Regions from separate parts of the Mus musculus genome. Here regions 1, 2, 3 and 5 are each linked to region 4. The links are chromatin contacts, called in public Hi-C and HiChIP or PLAC-seq maps. All regions are on one chromosome and are shown on one strand. The core of a region is the stretch at or near the end of the contact, and the rest is flanking DNA. Distances in the headings are between cores, read along the strand shown.

What was found. A called contact is a pair of places that touch in the nucleus more often than the background predicts. HiChIP or PLAC-seq counts read pairs in DNA pulled down with a chosen protein or histone mark.
Region 1: a contact with region 4 is called in a Hi-C map of Th1 cells, with 2.2 times the contacts expected there. The contact joins the enhancer-like site here to the promoter of Ptk2 in region 4. A contact is called at or near these places in 3 of 39 promoter capture datasets (the C10 cell line, cranial neural crest and liver), 2 of 484 Hi-C or Micro-C datasets (Th1 cells and cortical neurons), 2 of 115 datasets of contacts at active chromatin or transcription factors (embryonic stem cells and pancreatic cancer cells) and 1 of 9 other capture datasets (pancreatic islet).
Region 2: a contact with region 4 is called in a Hi-C map of muscle stem cells, with 4 times the contacts expected there. The contact joins the promoter of Ago2 here to the promoter of Ptk2 in region 4. A contact is called at or near these places in 1 of 39 promoter capture datasets (embryonic stem cells), 7 of 484 Hi-C or Micro-C datasets (CD4 T cells, the G1E-ER4 cell line, embryonic stem cells and 1 more) and 4 of 115 datasets of contacts at active chromatin or transcription factors (embryonic stem cells, memory CD8 T cells and pancreatic cancer cells).
Region 3: an H3K27ac HiChIP or PLAC-seq map of embryonic stem cells shows a contact between it and region 4, with 2.5 times the contacts expected there. The contact joins the enhancer-like site here to the promoter of Ptk2 in region 4. A contact is called at or near these places in 7 of 39 promoter capture datasets (the 3T3-L1 cell line, the C10 cell line, cranial neural crest and 2 more), 4 of 115 datasets of contacts at active chromatin or transcription factors (astrocytes, embryonic stem cells and memory CD8 T cells) and 2 of 9 other capture datasets (adipose tissue and liver).
Region 5: an H3K4me3 HiChIP or PLAC-seq map of embryonic stem cells shows a contact between it and region 4, with 5 times the contacts expected there. The contact joins the enhancer-like site here to the promoter of Ptk2 in region 4. A contact is called at or near these places in 1 of 39 promoter capture datasets (the C10 cell line), 1 of 484 Hi-C or Micro-C datasets (muscle stem cells), 2 of 115 datasets of contacts at active chromatin or transcription factors (embryonic stem cells and memory CD8 T cells) and 3 of 9 other capture datasets (adipose tissue, liver and pancreatic islet).

Annotation. Positions count from the first base shown.
Region 1 is chr15:73,266,535-73,269,739 of GRCm38.p6, forward strand. It overlaps Ptk2 (PTK2 protein tyrosine kinase 2), which reads right to left. Exons shown (of 35, transcript NM_001358046.1): 19 at 2,275-2,359. Among named protein-coding and RNA genes, the nearest start is that of Mir151, 13 kb to the left of the region's middle. Within about 2 kb of position 1,952, at least 61 of the 459 cell types and tissues checked have an H3K27ac peak or open chromatin away from gene starts, as enhancers often do. A contact at or near this core is called in Th1 cells and pancreatic cancer cells, where this site is marked.
Region 2 is chr15:73,183,480-73,187,000 of GRCm38.p6, forward strand. Ago2 (argonaute RISC catalytic subunit 2) reads right to left here and starts at 1,468. Exons shown (of 19, transcript NM_153178.4): 1 at 1,282-1,468. The coding sequence starts at 1,303.
Region 3 is chr15:73,225,137-73,228,699 of GRCm38.p6, forward strand. The region is part of intron 28 of Ptk2 (PTK2 protein tyrosine kinase 2); the gene reads right to left. Among named protein-coding and RNA genes, the nearest start is that of Mir151, 28 kb to the right of the region's middle. Within about 2 kb of position 1,510, at least 33 of the 459 cell types and tissues checked have an H3K27ac peak or open chromatin away from gene starts, as enhancers often do.
Region 4 is chr15:73,421,413-73,425,005 of GRCm38.p6, forward strand. It overlaps Ptk2 (PTK2 protein tyrosine kinase 2), which reads right to left and starts at 1,779. Exons shown (of 35, transcript NM_001358046.1): 1 at 1,597-1,779.
Region 5 is chr15:73,651,310-73,654,456 of GRCm38.p6, forward strand. No RefSeq gene overlaps it. Among named protein-coding and RNA genes, the nearest start is that of Slc45a4, 28 kb to the left of the region's middle. Within about 2 kb of position 1,697, at least 10 of the 459 cell types and tissues checked have an H3K27ac peak or open chromatin away from gene starts, as enhancers often do. A contact at or near this core is called in embryonic stem cells, where this site is marked.

The DNA of each region.
Region 1 (3,205 bases), core at 702-3,201, 150 kb before region 4:
ATTCTCACACAGATCTAAGGACATATGTGAAAGAGAAACTCTAGATGCTGGCTGGCTGCCATGTTGTACTGTGACTAAACACTACCTTTCAGAAGGAACCCATGTCAGGTGATATTTACAGAAGTAACAGGGCTTGACCACCTGAGTGAGCCCAAGAGGACCCAGAATATATGGCACAAAATCATTCATAGTTTCTACAACTCTCTAGCATCAAAACAAAAGCTATCCTTAAGTGTTTCAGAACCTTAAAAGAAACTCCAAGTTTTAAAGGCAACTACTTGGAAACATAGGACTTTACACTCCTAAAATGCAAAGACAAAAACAAAAGGATGTCAAGCAAAGAAGTAACAGCAAAAGTATCTGTCTGTGAGTGAGCATGCATATGTGAGTGCAGGTGTTGAGAAAGGACAGAAGAGGAAGTCAGATTCTCAGGAGCTAGACTTACAGGCAGTTGTGAACCACCTAATGTGGGTTCGGGACACTGAACCCAGGTCCTTTGCAAGCAGTAGTACATGTGCTTAACTACTGAGCCACCTATCCAGCCCTTCCTTGTTTGTATCTAACATATAAAATACATAGAGAATAAAAATTCAAAGTATATCACCAAATTCGATATTGTTAAATTCACATCACTGCTTAATCACTGTTATTTTGTGAAAATTTTCTAGGTACCCAGGGCATCGGCTATCACCCCTGGTTTTCTATGACATCAAGATCATTATCAGGACTTTTTATTTCCTTTGAAATAATTAGTGTTGATAATACAGAGCACAGAATAAGGAGCTGAGGAGGGTCTTGCAGTCACTGAGAAACTGTCACACTACACTAGAAACCCCAGGTGAAGTTTAGCCTGTCACTTACCTATCCAGATAGTGGATGAAGTGCTATCTCTCGCTTATAAAGTAAGCTCACTGCAACCTTGCCTGCCTGTGCATTCCTTTATGTACCATCTGTGTTTCTGTAGCAGTGATGGGGCTGGAGAGCTGGGATGTAAGCTACATTGTCATCGAAGCTGAAATCTTTCCTATCTGGCCACAATTTATGTTTTCTGGGCTTAGGCCATCTCCCCTATCTTACAGCTTGTTATTGCCTGGAGGTGGGGGGTGCGATTTGTGTGTCAGCTACACTACATCTGTTGCATTTCCTGAAGAAGCAATTATCAAACCTTCCAAAGATGAAAACAGTCTTAATCTAACCTGGCTATTTCTACAGAAATATATAACCAAATTCGGCAGTAGTGTCTTAAGAGACCCGTCCAACGTTTGTGTGTGAGCATCAGTGGGGTTCTGTATTAAGGCAGACGTGCCGACTGCCTTCCCCAGGCCAAGCCCTGCACTGGTCTCTGTGCCGATTGCCTTCCCCAGGCCAAGCCCTGCACTGGTCTCTGTGTATTAAGGCAGACGTGCCGACTGCCTTCCCCAGGCCAAGCCCTGCACTGGTCTCTGTGTATTAAGGCAGACGTGCCGACTGCCTTCCCCAGGCCAAGCCCTGCACTGGTCTCTGTGCAGCCCTTGTCCCCACAGAACGTAAAGTCTACAGGAGAGACAGATAATAAGCACATGTGATCATTTTATGTATTTAAACAGGAACTCTCAAGAGGAGCAGAATATGGTTCTGTGAGAATGACGGTGGCTGGCAGGAGGCAGGGACTTGAAGGCTAAGAATAGAGAAATCCTATGAGAGGAGAGGGGACATCAGGGTGTTTGATGTATACAAGCTAGACAAGATCCTATTCTTTACCACTAACCTTTGAGGAGAGAAGGCTCATAACGCACAGCTCATCTGAGACAGCCTCACTACCGGATGTACACACCTAGGCCAGAAGGCTGTGAGTGGGGTGGTGGAAATCCTTTCAAGCTAAAGTCACCCAGGAAGCTGTCACAGGAAGCCTCTCCTGGGGTTTCTGTCTGATTACATAGGGCAGGAAGCTAGTCATTATCCTGACTCATCTGTAGCTTATGGACTCCATCAGGTTGTAACTGTTGCCATAGTTACCTCTGTACTCATGGAACCTGGCAGGATCTGGGCTAGAGCCATTTATGTGAATGCACCAACTCCAGCCAAAGATACGGAATGCTACAGGAACCAAATAACAAAGGGAATGTGCCATCTTCCTCTACATATAAACATGTCTGTCTATGAAAATCTGTTAAATTTAGACATTAGTTTGCAAGGTGAATAATACTTATAAAAGTAAAAGCATCTTTCCTGCAAAGACAGCTAGATTTAGGTAAAAAGTGAAATTGAATTCCACAGAAGTTTCAACAAACTTACAGGCTTCTTGAAGGAACTTCTCTCTCACGCTGTCCGAAGTACAGTTTTTACATGTTTTGATTGCAACAGCCAAAGCTGGATTCTCCTGTGTCAGGGAAATTACAGAATCACTCATACATGCAAAAAGGTTCTCCATATTAGTCAACACACACACACACACACACACACACACACAGAGTTTTGTAACTGTGGACTTGTGGTCAGACAGAACTGGAACTATAAAATCAGAGTTAAGAATATTCTGTATGAAATTCCAGAGTAAAATGGATACACATGTGAAATGCCACAGGCAAGTCACTTATGCATGTACCAGATGCTGAGTATATGCAATATGGTAGGTGCTATCCTGGGTTCTTGGGGCACACAAGTGAACAAACTGCTTTTAAAGGTTGGCTGGCATTCCAGTGCAAAACACCAATGATAAAGTCAGTTATTTCACAATATATTAGAACAGCATTTTAGAAGACAGGAGTAGATCAGGCAGAACATGGGAGACCAAGGGGTGTCAGCTACACGAGGAACACTTCACTGAGCAGATGAGAGGAAGACAAAGCTTCCAAGAAGAGGGAGCCAGTCATAGTAAAGTGGGGAAGTTACATGCTGTTGAAGAAATGGTGAACATGGAAGCTCAAAGGATTTGGGGATGGGGGTGATGTAGCAAGACTGTAAGAGCAGAGTGTGTAAAGGTAGAAATACTGAGACGGGAACCTAGGAGCCAGAAAAAGAGGGGAGGAGATGTATGCATTTCTAAGTTAATATAAAGACTTGGTTTTCATTTCAGGAGGATGAGAGCTTGGGTGTGGTCAGGGCAGTTGAACCCATTGTCTAGGATAGTCTCAAATTAGCAGCAATCTTCCTGAAGCAGCCTTTCCATACTGAGAATGTAAACATGAGCCACCATGCCTAACTGAACCTATAGCTCTGACCATTT
Region 2 (3,521 bases), core at 218-2,717, 240 kb before region 4:
GGTCAAAGGGACTGGGAACCACTTCTAGAGGGGAGTGCTCAAACAGGTTGCCCTAATGCTTGCTGGCTCCCGGATGTTAAACCTCTCTGAGCCTCCACTGTCCAGCGTCTTCAAGAAAGACCCACTGTGGCAAGCTGAAGGGATCAATCAACACGCGAAATTGACGAAAGCCTGGCCTCGTCCCCGAGGAAGTCACTAGAAATTGACACATTGGGAAAACGTACAAATTTGGAGCTAAGATTTGCTGGGTTCCTCCACAGCGCTGAGCTGGGGGGTGGGGGTGGGGGGGGGGTTCCCAATCTGGCAGGAGGCTGCCGCTGGCCATTTCGCAGGGACCTCCAGGCCCCAACATCTGTCCCTAGGACCCGGGCACCTCCCAAGCGCAAGGTTAAAAGGGTCTTCAAATCGTTGGGAAGCCTTTTAACGCATTTACAAGTTGGTCAGTGGGCATTCGAGGAGCCCTGTGACATCAGGAGCGGAGGCGCACTAGGCTCCGGAGCAGGCACCATAGGGAACCCGGGAGGATCTGGGAGGCTTCCAGACCCCACAGTGAAGAAGTCTGGGGAGGCCCCAGGGCCGAACCACTAGGTCAGGTGGGCAGCAGGGAGGGCCCGCGGGCGCCAAGTACAGCCTGGCGGACAAAGGGGTGCAGGCTGAGCCCGAGCAAGCGGCGGGGCAGCCGGGAAATGGAGCCACGTGCCTGGCGGGAGAAGGCGAAAAAGCCTCCCCAACACTTGTTTTCTCAACCCCGCGAGTAAACCGCCCTCCGCTCGGCTCCAGGAGCGGGGTGGGGAAATGCGTCCGTGTTTTTAAGTTTTCTGGAACTTTTCCAGAGAAACGGGCACGCTGGTGGGAAAGGGGTGCCACGGCGGCCACCCGCTCCGCTAGGAAATCGCAGGGCGATTAGCACTTGAATGGGGAGGGCGGCTGCCCGGCGTGAAACTGCGTCCAAGCGACCGATCGCGGTCCCGGGGCCCCGTGGTTCGGTTCCCGACCCGTCCAGCTCCCCGCCCCAGGCCCGCCGTGCTGGGCCCCACAGCTATGCGCTCGGGAACGGCGGGAGGAGCGCTGCGGGAGGACGGAGACCCGTTGCAGGCCGAGCCTGGGCCCCCGCACACGTCCCGGTGGCGCTGCTCGGGTGCACTGGGCCTCCCGGCCCCGAGGCCCTGCCCGGCCGCCCCGAGGCTACGCCGCGGCCCCACAGGCCCCGCCGCCCTCGCCTGCCCCGCCCGCCAACCGCCAACCGCCGCGGCACGAGTGCCGGGCGCCGCGCGGACTCACCGGGGCCGGCTCCCGAGTACATGGTGGCGTTGCCGAGGGCCGCGGCCGAGGGCCGGCCGCGCGCTCCACGGGCCCCGACGCCGCGAGCCGCGAGGAGCCGCCGGCCGCTCGATCCGCCCCGGCGCGGCCGCCTCGCAGAACAGGTTTACCCGACGCGGCCGGGGCGGCGGGCGGAGGCGGCGGGAGCGGAGGGGGAGGGGAGCGGGAGGAGGGAGGGGAGGAGGAGGGGCGAGAGGGACGACGAGGGAGGGGACGGCGGGGAGGGAGGGAAGGAGGGGACAGCGGGGAGGGAGGAGGCGGGGAGGAGGGAAGGTGGCAGGGAGAGAGGGGGGCAGGGGAGGAGGCTGGAGGCGGCGCGCGCCGGCGGGATGGGGGGGGGGGGACTCGCTGTGGCGGCCCCCCGCGTGCTTGCCCTGAATGAGGGACCCCAGAAGCGACCCAGGGCACGCGAGCCGAGACCTTCCCTGCGGCCGAGCGAGGCGACGTCTGGTTTCCGGGCGCGGCCAGCCCGGCACTGCGACCAGAGTCGGAGTCCTCCCGCGCCGAGTGGCAGAGCCTCGGCCGCGTCCCGCCACGCACCCGCCCCTGCACCTCGGCCTGGCTCTTTAAGTTATTAACGAAACGGCGACGGGAAGCTAGCTCCCCACCCAGAGCTTGAACTTGGACGCGGCCAGACCCGTGCGCGTGACCACACCGCCACCTCCCGGCGCGACTCCACAACCTAGATAATCCTAGCAAAGCACCAAGGAAGCCCAGCAAGTTCAGGATTAAATTTTATCAGCTGTCAGGGAGCAGATCTGGTCGGGGCTTCCCGCTTTCTGGCCTCCGAGCCCCCAAGTTCTGCTCTGAGGCCTGCTAGACCAGCATGCTCTGTGCACGTATGTCCCTTCTTCACTTGTTGCTGGCGTGTGCTCCTAGTCCTGTCCAGCTGCCTCTGGAACCTTTCTATAGAAGAGGCGGGTGTGTCAGCTCCTGCCTCGCCCTGCAGGCTTTGCAATGTCTTCAAAGCCCATACTGAGAACCCAGGCCAAAGACAAACAGGGTCCTACTGCAGGGACCCCAGGATCGGGGTAGGCTCCATATTCTGTGTAGTGCTCAAAGATAGTCCCAGGAACAAGAAAAGCAGCTCTCCTTCCAATAAAGGAGGAGGAGGAGGAAACTAGACACAGCATTGCAGGGCTGCCATTCCAGCTAGCCAGAAGTCGAGGGAGGCGGATGGCAACCGTAAATCTAGTCTAGGATACATAGAAGAAAGACTTGCCCCCACCCCTCTCCCAAGTGATTGACACAAATGGGTAATCAATCATACCTAGCCCTTGCGGTACCAATACTTTGGTACTTTAGGGATGGAGACAGGATTTGCTGAACTCAGGAGTCATCTTGGCTCAGAACCAGTCAGGGTAACACAGAACTAATGGGGATGCGGTGAGGTGGGGGGGGGGGGGAGGTGGTGTTCGGCGGGAGGCGGTGTTAGACTTCACTCAGCAGTGGAGCACTGACGTTGGGTCTGCTCCCAGCACTGACATCCTACCCCCAAAGTCATGAAGTCGTTTTGGGGAACATGAAGTAGGTAAATTGCCAGGCATCAAGAAGCCCTGGGTTCAACGCCACCAAAAATATATATATATCTCTGCGCATGATTACACACGTGTTTCTGAGCACAGGGAAGCCTGGGTACTGTGGGCCTTGCTGCTCATCACAGGGATCACAGCGAAGATGGACACCGTGCGCGCTCCCTCTAGAGTGGAGTGAGAAAGACAGTAGAGTGTGTCTGCAGATGGGATCCAGTCAGTGTTGCTAAGTGCAGCGGTGTGCTTGGCCCTGAGCCAACAGGCCAACATCAGCCTGGCGGTGTGACTCCCATTATTGTGAGGGTTCCCATGCATCCAGCTCTGCTTCCAGAAGGCTGAGGCAGTATAGGAGTCCCTGCCTCTAAGGGAGGGAGGGAGGGAGAAGATCCCAAACAAGCAAAATTAAAGTAGCTCAGAGATGCCTAAAAACAGCTAAGTAGTAGCTACGGTGTCCGTCTAGCAGGAAGGGCCGTGTGGAGCAGCCCCTTGGATACCTGCGATTGCAGCATACCGTTCCAGGAGCCATGTTTCCCTCCGAGGCCCACAGAGCCTGCTTGACAGCGTAACACTAGGACCTGGGAGAAAAGCTGCAGGCTCTGCGGTAGGATGGAGGCTGGGAAACTTTTGTTTCCAGGCAGGATTATCTCAGGAAGGCTGGATTGTGTCTCT
Region 3 (3,563 bases), core at 260-2,759, 200 kb before region 4:
GGCTTACTGATATGCAGTTACTCATCAGTATATGCTGAGAGTGGATGGGCCTGTGAAGAGCCTGACATAATCAGTGAAGGTGTGAGGATGGCAGCACTCAGAACCAAGAGGATCTGGTCTCAGTGAATGTGGGAGAAAGTAAAAAAGCAGCACCGCCTCGGCTTTCCACGGCTGAGTGTATAAGGGAAATGACATGAAAACCACAGAGAAAGGTAACGGAGTTAGCTCAGAATCTGGCAACTTTGATGTGCTGAGAGAACAGCTAAGAGGAGTGGGGAGGGGGAAAATGGGGGCAAGGGGAGGAGAATGTTTTGAAAACACCAGCACTAGGATATCACTACTCAGTGAGTGTAAATCAAAATTCTGAATGAATTAGTACAAAAGCCCAACCCAGGAGCTGTAAGCATGTAGGGATGTTGCAGAAGGCAATCAAGCCTCTAAGATGCTTCCACTGGACTTGGTAAGCCTTTCCAAAGCTTCTACATATGAGTAGAATGTTTAATATATACAATCATGTTTCACGGAGAACATACTTTTAAATAAAAGCAGGCAAAGAACAAAAGGCACAAGCAGGCAATTCTTTAGGAGAAAAACATATAGGGTAACAAGAACTGAAAACGAATAAAGAAAAGAAAACACAAGCTTTGGGATTGGGTCTCACATTATAGCTCCAGTTGGCCAGGAATAGCAACATGGCCTCACCCTGCTAAGTACTAGGATTATAGGTGTGTGACTTTTTTTCCCTTCCCTATACTGGGGGCTAGACCCAGCATTTTACACATGCCAGTCAAGCACTTACCACTGAGATGCAGCCCCAATCCAATTTTAAAACAAACAAACAAACAAACAAACAAACAAACAAACACAAACAAACAGGGTGACAGGCAAAGGCCTGTGATCTCAGTTAATCTGAGGGAGAAGGGTTACAACCTTAGGATCCTAAGTTACACACTGAGTAAATAGAAGGCTAGCTTGGACAATTTAGTGAGACCTTGTAACAGCAGCAGCTAAAGGCCTAACTAACAATAGAGTGTACCACACAAAAATGCACAGTGTGGCAGCTCAGTGCCAAGGAGGAACTAAGACAGTTGAGGCTCTATATAGACAGCCGGCACTTTATTCAGGCAGTTAAAGCAGGTACCTCCTCAGAGATCACAGAACTATACAGGATAAGTTAGAATTGAATTGTGAAGCTATCCCACTTCAGCAGGCCTTGCTGCTACATACAGAGGGAGACGCTTTAAGGCAGACATTATAGTCAGGGGTCTGGGCATGCGTTACTTAGTTCTGCACATGGGCTATGCACACACACTTGGAGCTACCTGGAGGCTGGAGACATCCTGCACAGAGCATGAGTTAGACTTTACCAAAAGTTACCATGTATTTCAGGATGAGGTGCAGTGTATGAAAATAATCTCAAAGAAAGAGTAAGCCTGTAGAATACAGGCACCTCTGAGCCTTCTGATGAGAATTCCCCAACTCCCACAGAGACCAGCTTGGGTCACATCTGGCTAAACTAGTCCCATGACCCCACATCAATACCCACGCTCTTCCCACTGCCTGGAATGTATTTCCTGTGCCTGTTTGCTGTGCAAATTCCAGCTTTTCTTTTAAGACTGAGTTCACACACTGTCCAGACTCTCGTGTCTGCCCAGCACCACAGGAAGCACAGAAACTCGTTTTCTTTTGACCCTGTTGACAGGTTAGCCTGGTGTCAACACAAACCTCTACTTACTGGAGCCATAGTAGCACACCTGCACTGAGACCCATTAGCAAGTCAAATAATTTCATTTTTTAAAATGCAAACAAATGTGAGTATATGGTAGGGAGGCTTTCTGGATAAAAAAAAAAAAGCTTAAGACATAAGACAAGCAACAATTGGTGTATTCTTAAATTCATTTCCAAATTGAGCACCCACATTAAGAAAATTAAATCACAACTAATACTGTTAAATTATTATTTTGTGGCATGACTTACAGGAAACTTTTTCTCTAAAGGGATATAAAGTGCAAATCCATGTGATGAGGGGCCTGACAGCTCAGCACAGTAAACCCCAGCTCCACAAAGAACCCCAGTGCTGACACGCCTACTGATCTGCATCTGCACCTCACCTCTGTGAGGAGACACAAGTCTTACTCCCAAAATCTAAGCTTGCATTTTTTAAGTTTAAATGCATGTGATATAGCAGTAAAATCTGACTGAATAGAAGACATTTTAACTTTGTTATTATCTTATCTTACTATTATTATTATTTTATCTTTATTTCTCTGTAAATGTATTTATATTTTGTGTAGAAATATTATTGGTTGACTCTGGGAGTTTAATGGAGAATTATAGAATAATAAGTGTGTCATACACTAGTTTTCTAGTTAAAAGGAATCACAATGAATTCTGAGGCACACATGGCCCCTAAGAATTAGACAAAAGGAGCCGGGTGGTGGTAGCGCACGCCTTTAATCCCAGCACTCGGGAGGCAGAGGCAGGCGGATTTCTGAGTTCGAGGCCAGCCTGGTCTACAAAGTGAGTGCCAGGACAGCCAAGGCTACACAGAGAAACCCTGTCTCGAAAAACCAAAAAAAAAAAAAAAAGAATTAGACAAAAGGATTCAGAATATGTCCTAACTGTACAGGGTGGCTGGCTATGAAAATTGAATAACTTTATACAGGAACATTATATAGAAAATGTCAATATTGTCATTGTTTACTATCCTATTACTTGATGTTAACTTTGATAAGACCATGTGTTAAGAGATGGTGCACTATCCTGAAGGGGCAGAGACTTGAAATGTGGACTATGTGCACATCTCAGGCTGAAATAGAAATAAGATACTGAGGGCTGATAATATGGCTCAGCAAGTAAAGGTACTTGCCTCCAACCCGTATTACTTGAGGACATTCCCTGGTGGCATGATTCCTCCAAATTGTACTCTGACCTCCACATGCATGCCAGGGCACACTGGAGTCCCTTTCTCACAAATAAATGTAATAATAATAATAATAAAGCAAACACTGAGAAACAGAGCCTCTCCAATGTGATCTACTTCCTGGCTCCCATGAATGCACTGTTGGCTATTCTCAGAGTTGACCCCAGAACTTACCCGGGAGTACAACTGAATGTTCTGCCTGTTAAAGCATGCTCCATCATCCTGAAAGCAAAAACTTTCAATGTTTTCACTTCAGTTGAAAGAGAACAGCCTTTGCACTCAAACTTGTGGAGTGTGCTTTAACCTGTACAGGTCAGTGTTAGAACAATTAGCTAGGATGAACAAGGCTCTGGGTTCAATTGTCAAGATAGTGCAGACACACCCCTTCTCAAAAAAGAAAGCTATTTATTTATAATGAATAAAGCTAGAATCAAACCCTGATGAAGTCTGCAGAGTACAGTTTGAAAACATTGCCTTACAATACCATCACAGGTTGACTGAAATGCTTCCTGCCACAGACTTCAAAGAAAATAGGACCCGAATTGGTTCCTGTCTTCTCTGTATTTTGTCTCTTAGCACAAAATGTAACACTAAGGTGGTGTCTTAGGGTTTCTATTTATATGATAAAACACCATGACCA
Region 4 (3,593 bases), core at 529-3,028:
ACTGGGGGATTATGTAATTTCCAACAACAGGATTAGAGTTCCAAACTACTTCACATACCCCGCTTCCTCCGTGCTGCCTCCTCCCACCCTTCACAGCTACTGCTGGAACTCCACCCCCAACACTTCCTTGTTTAGTGGGCTGCCAGCCTCAAACACAGTAGGTCCCATCTACTCTAGGGAGCTTGCCAAAGCTGTCCTGGCCCCACACTATGGATTTTGAGCCAAAAGGACTTACCTGTCCAGGCATCATCTCTTCCTGAGCCACACAGTCCTAAAAGCTGTGACTTGTGGGTCCCTCCCAAACAGAAGCCACCTTTGCCTGTAGATCACGTATAAGTTAGCTTATATGGCAATGTCCCTAACAAGATCCTTTCCAGGAAAATGTACTCTTGTAGCCTTTTAATAAGCTCAAGTGTCTTAAAAGGAGGCCAGGGATCGGCCCACTTACAACAGCCACAAATATAAAACTAAATTCATAATAATACTGGGAACCATGTCCACGTTCCTTAAAGTTTCCTGTTAGGACTGGGGGCGTGGCTTTGTGGACCAGCACGAACCGCGTGGGAAGCCCTGGTGTTTCATACCCAGGAAAAAAAAAAAAAAGTTCACGTTTAAATACTACACGAAACTCAACAGTATCACTGAGTGGAAATATTATCTATAGTGTATCTCCACAAAAATTCGGAGAATGCTAATGTTAGATGAACTAGCTCTTTTTATGTCTGCATTCACAATACTTCTGTCCCAGGTCACTGTTCAGAGACCTGTCTTTGAAAGGAGACTTTTCATTCCTCAGTTTATAAATACACACACACACAGTGAGGCGCTGCTATTTCACTTCAAGTAGTAATAACCCATTACCACAACCATGATAAAGCTTCCATTCTAAGTAGAAATGCCAGCGCTGGTCAGATTTAAAACGAACCCGCAAACTCTTGCAGTGCCTTCAGCTCCAACCTATTTCAACCAGTTCCCATAATCATTACAGTATTGCTATTATCTTGGTCCCACTGCCAAACACCCAGCTGCAGTCTAACTATGCAAGAATGAGACACTGTTGAAATGGCTTTCAAAAAGCAACTTTCTCCTCGGCGCATTTCTCCGCAAAAAAAAAATTAAAATAAAATAAAATAAACCTTACAATTAAACGACACAAGTGCGCACACAGACACGATCGCTCCTCCGAGCGGTGCCACAAAAGCAGCCGGCGAGGACCGGCGGGGACAGGCAGCGCGCCGTGGCGGGGCTGGGTCGGGGCGGAGGGAACTTGGACAGCACAATGACTCCGGGGTTCGTGCGGTCGCACTGGAAGCCCCGCGCCGGCCACCCCGCGGCTGCTCAGCACTCCGCCTGCCACCTCTTTTGTTTTTCGGCTTTCGGGCCTCCCGGTCCCCGCCGCGCCCGCCCCGCCGTCCCGGACCCCGCGGCCTCTCGCGCCCCAGCCCCGCGGCCTCCTCAGCCCTCGGGGCCCGGCCTGACGAGGAGCGAGGCCGGGGCGCGGTGGGGGCCGTGTCCGCCGAAGCCCGCACCGCGGCCCGCGCCGCCCAACGCCCTGAGCCCGCGCCTCCGCGGCCGCGGCCCGAGCCCCGCACTCACCGGCCACCACTGGGCGCGCGAGGCTGAGGCAGATAGAAGGCAGCGGGGCGGCGCCGGCACCGGCAGCCGTGCTCTCTCCCACGCGCACGCCGGGCGCACGGCGGTCCGGCCGGCGGCGGTAGCGGTGACGGCGGGCTCGCGCCCTCGGGCCGTGCTGAGTCGGCGCGGGCCCGCGCGTGCGCCGTGGCTGGGGAGCGCGCGCCCACACCTCGCGGCGCGCAATGCCTCACCTCAGCGCAGAGCTCTACGCCTGCGCAGTGCGGACCGCGCCTGCGCAGAGCAGTCCGGCGCGCCCGGCTCCTAGTAAAGTGTATCCCAGCTGTGCGGGCGTGGCGTCGTCCGCGGATAGCGCTGTTCCGGGATGACGAGGTGGCCCCTGTGGCCGCCCCAGGGTCTGCGGACTAGGCCTGGGTCCCTCACGGTCACAGGAGATCCTTAGCCGCACACACGCCGGCCCTGATCTTCTCCAGGCTTCACCGCTTCAATAGAGGTTCATGGGCTTTCTGTAGATGGGGAAACTGAGGCACAGAGAGTATTTTAATGGATCTCTGAAGACGGTCCGAAAGATCGTTTAGGAGTGCCTGGGGCCACTCACATTCCAGCCCCTTCCCGCAGCCCCTGTAGATCTTAAGACTGGGGAAGCCTTTCGGGGACACTGGGTGGACAGGAGGGCCAGAACGGGAGAGCCACTGTGGATGGCTGCTGGCTTAAGAGCCAGTTCCAGCGCGGAACTTACCACGAAACGTGAGACTGGGGGGACACCTTTGCCTGAATCAAGCAGGTGGCCCTGTCCTTCCGAGCCGTGCCTAGTTTCCCTGAGTTTGTTTTTGTGCAGCAACCCTACGGAGAGTCTTAAGCAGGAAGTGGTGACTGATTTGTGATCTCTGAAAAAAAAAAAGGAAAAAAATCACTGGCATCCTTGCGGTAGGAAATGAAACCAGAAGCGGGGAACTTTCATTTTTAATGGTGTCATTTTGATCTTCGACCACAAGCCAACGAGCAAGCAGGACAGGCAGTGAAAGGTGAACACAGAACCACCAACCACTACATACCTGGGAGCTGTAATTTACTCAGGTATAATAAAACGCTTTGAGTTGTCGAGATTTTGCCATATTTTAGTGTTTCTTTTTTATTGTTTTTTTTAATGAAGTGTATTAAACTTGGATTTGAACTAGTAGTGGTGGTTATGTTTGGGGGTTTTTTTTTCTCTCCCAGATTTATTTATTTTATTGTACTTGTGTGTTTTCCTTGAATGTATATATGGGTATCACACACATGCCTGGTGCACGTGGAGGTCAGAAGAGGGTATTGGATCTCTTCTGAAATTAGAGATAGTCGTGAGCCAGCCACCATGTTGGTGTGGGAATAGAATCTAGGACCTTTCCAAAGACAAGTGCTCTTAACCACTGAGGGATCCCTCTAGCTCTAGTTTTATTTTGTTTCGTTCTTGTTTGTTTGTTTGTTTGTTTGAGATATAGTTTCATGTAGCCCAGGCTGTACTAAAACTTTCTGTGTAGCTGAGGATAGCCTTGAACTCCAGCTCTTTCTACTTCCATCTTCTGGTGCTGGGATTACAGATTATGTCACAATAGCCAACCTATAGTGTTTTTCTGCACTTAAAATTAGAAGGGATTATGTCTCTGTGTCACCTCTAGCACTTTTTCTTCGGCCCCATGTTAGTTGTCACTTCGGTAATGTCAGCTGACTACTTTGAAACCCGAGCCACCCATTGCCCTGCTGAGTGTGCTCCCATCTAGGCTCCTTGCCTGCTTACCCTGTTGTCTCCAAACCTATTGTTCAGAACAGTTCAACACTGCTCTTGTCCGTCTCTCGATTGTCTCTGCTCTGGACTTCTAGATTCATAGAACAGGGACTTTGTTTTGTTCCCCAGGCAGTCCCTGGCACACAGTAAATATTTGTTGAGTGGGTGAATGAAGCTTTGCATGGTGTAAAATGAGAGATTATTATTTAAAGTATCAGAAGGATAGGGGGGAGGG
Region 5 (3,147 bases), core at 447-2,946, 230 kb after region 4:
GTTTGTAAAGAACAGTGATCTCCCAGCTGCTTGGGAGCCTGGAGTGCCACGATAGCTTCATTGCTGTCTGCTCTCTTACCCGAGGAGGCCTGCTACCTACGTCCTTTCCATTTTCGGCCCTATGTGTGTGTGTGTGTGTGTTCCTCTTGAGACAAGAAGGCCCAAGAAGTTGTACCTGCCTCTGTACAGTATAGCTGACCCAGACAAGACTCACCTCTGGGTCACATCTCATTAGGTGTCCAGTCAGCAAGATGGCAGATGCAGGAAGGGAGGATTCTGTCTATTGTTGTAAGGTGTCTTTCCTTCCCTGCCCATCTCTGTGCCTTGACCCATGAGGAAATGAGGGCCCTTTCAATAAGGATGTCTGCACTGCACCCTGCGTTAATCAAGACAGCTACCAACTGGTGGTCTTCCCTGAACTGCTCCTCAGCCTGTGCTAAGAGAGAGGAGACTCCCGCCTCTGGAGTGCATAGCAAACCTGCTGGACCACAGCAGAGGGGAGGACAACGCTTGGCAAAACCCAAGAAGTACTCAGCAGAAAAGGAGATGGACTTAACCCACTCATATCTACCCACACCCTGCCCTTAGTCTTCTGTACTTTGGGCACTGGTATGATCCCATTTCATAGACAGAGAAGGTAAATGGGGGCGGGGGTACGTCTAATCTGAGTATCCTCTCTGCTTGCAGGAACTGCTGAAGATTGAGGGCAGGATGGCCCCAAGGGAAAACTGATGGAGGCTGTTGAGAGGTACGGATGCCTACGTGCATCTAGGGCACACTCCTGAGGGCCTGTCCCATCTGCCCTTCCACAGACCCTCCTCTGACTCTTCAGGACGACTGTCCTGATACCCTTTGAACTCTCCTGGGGGAAACGTCTGGCTTCTCTGCAGCGGGGAAAGCTTCAGATTGATAAGCGATAACCTTGGACTTGTGGGTTCCCGGGAGGGGAGGGAGGTGAAGCACATTGAAGCCCTGCGTAAATTAGGATGGCTCAGATTGTACTATGATTAAAATTCAATAAAGAACTGGGTGTGGAGATCCACGCCTGTAATCCCGGCCCCCGGAGGCTAAAGCTGAGGCTGCAGGATCGAGAGTAGGAGGCCAGTCTGGGCCACAGAGTGAGACTCTGTCACGAAACAGACAACTAAACAAAACAACAACAACAATAAGAACAACAGTAGCAACAAGCACACCCACTTATTAATTGAGGCCCCTTGCTACCTTGCCAGATCCCTTTACATCCGAAGGTAAGTTCACTCAGAGTACTGTTGCCTGCTTCTGAGCATGGGACAGGTGGTTCTGAAGAGGGCAGAGAGAGAAGGCATAGGCTGTGACCTGACTACACAGTCCCTGGGTAAGCACCTTTGCTCATACAACTGTTTGCTCTCATTTGTTTTGAGACAGGGATTCTCACAGCCCAGAAGGCCTCAAACTCACTAGGTAAACCAGGATTGGCATCAAATTCTTGATACTCCAGACTCTGTTTCCAGAGTGCCAAGATCATAGCAGACATGTACTACCATGCCCAGTCCAAGCTTAAAAAAAAAAAAGTGAACACCTTAAAAAATTCCTATTTTCCAGTTCCCCATTGTCTCAATTAGCATGCTAATTTAACTGCCAAAGATTTTGAACAACCCCTGTGAGCCACGCCCCTTTCTCTGCTCCAGGGCTAAATAGTTCAGCTCCATCCAGTATGCTCTAAAACCCTCACCCCAGCTAGCCTTGTTTAAGTGCCCTTCAAAGCATGTACCCTGGAGAAGCATCCCCCCTCTCTGCTTCCCCCCTGCTATAAGCCCCATCTGGAATGAAGTGGGTGGGAACCCCACGGAGTGGGGCAACTCCCTAAGAAGAGAGTGAGTGAGCCTAGACTCTGAGGCCAAGATCTCCCTCCAGCAAGGTAAAGACCTCTAGCCTCCCACAAGCCCTGAACGTGCAGGTCAGAGGTCCAGGGGTCTTGGCAATAAGGAACCTCAAAAAAAAAAAAAAAAAAAAAAAAAAAAAAAACCTCAGTCTTGGGCAGAGCTAGGTCAGTCAGGACTTTAGGCTCCAGAATTGGCCACAAAGCAGAGATTACTGAAATCCTTAGGAGTCCACAAATCTTTCCAAGGTCATGGGGCCATTTGGGACCAAATGACATGAGTATAGTCACATAATTTCCAGGGTGATCCCCAGGTCGTATGGATACCTGGGGAATCACATGACTTCTCGTGGAAGTTTGAATTCCTTCCACTGCCTCTGCATGCCAGACGAGTCCTTCCCTAAGCCGTCTTCTCCATCTGTGAAGTGAGAAGAAAATGTCCCCATAGCTCCAGCTCTGCAGTGAGGACACCAGGAAAGGATGATGAAGGACGGTCCCATTGAGGCCCAGGGAAGTTCAGGACAGCATCAGCATCAGACGGTCCCTCAGATAAAGCAGACTTGATAGTGAGTGTCTGTGGGTCCATGAAAGTTTGAGGCTAGCTTGGGCTACATCGTGAAAAATGTGATAAAAAAAAACAATTGACAGCAACAAAAAGATGTTCATTGTGCTGTTTAATTATAATCCTAGGGGAGGTGGAAGCAGGAGAATTAAGGACTCAGGTGTCAGCCAGATAGTCAGGAGGCAAAGGCAGGCAGATGTCTAGTTCTAGAACAGCCGGGGCTACACAGAGAATATCTGTCTCAAAAAAAAAAACAACCGATCAACCAACCAACCAACCAACCAAACAACCAACCAAACAACCAAACAACCAACCAACCAACAGCTTAGGCCCTGTGTGATCAAAGCCACCTTACAAGCCAGGCATGGTGAGCCAGCGGCACAGGTCCATCATCCCAGCACTCAGAGGCAGGAGCAGGATCATGAGTTCAAGGGTAGGATACCATCTCCAACCACAAACAAGCTGCCTTAAGCACATAGCAATCCAGTGCTGTTGGTGCCCCTCTGTAGAAGAGGAAACAGGAACCGAATATCAGGCCTGGGGTCAGACAGTGGGTAAGTGGCCGAGCAAGGATCTGAACCCAGGAAGGCTGTCTAGCTTTTGCAAGCAGCTTCCAGGCCTATAGGGAAAGGGGTGGGGGTGGGAGGGAGTGTAGCACAGCACCACATATCTAGGTCACCCTGTCAAGAGGAGCAGGAGCAAGGGAAGAGTCTGGCCTCAGAAGCTG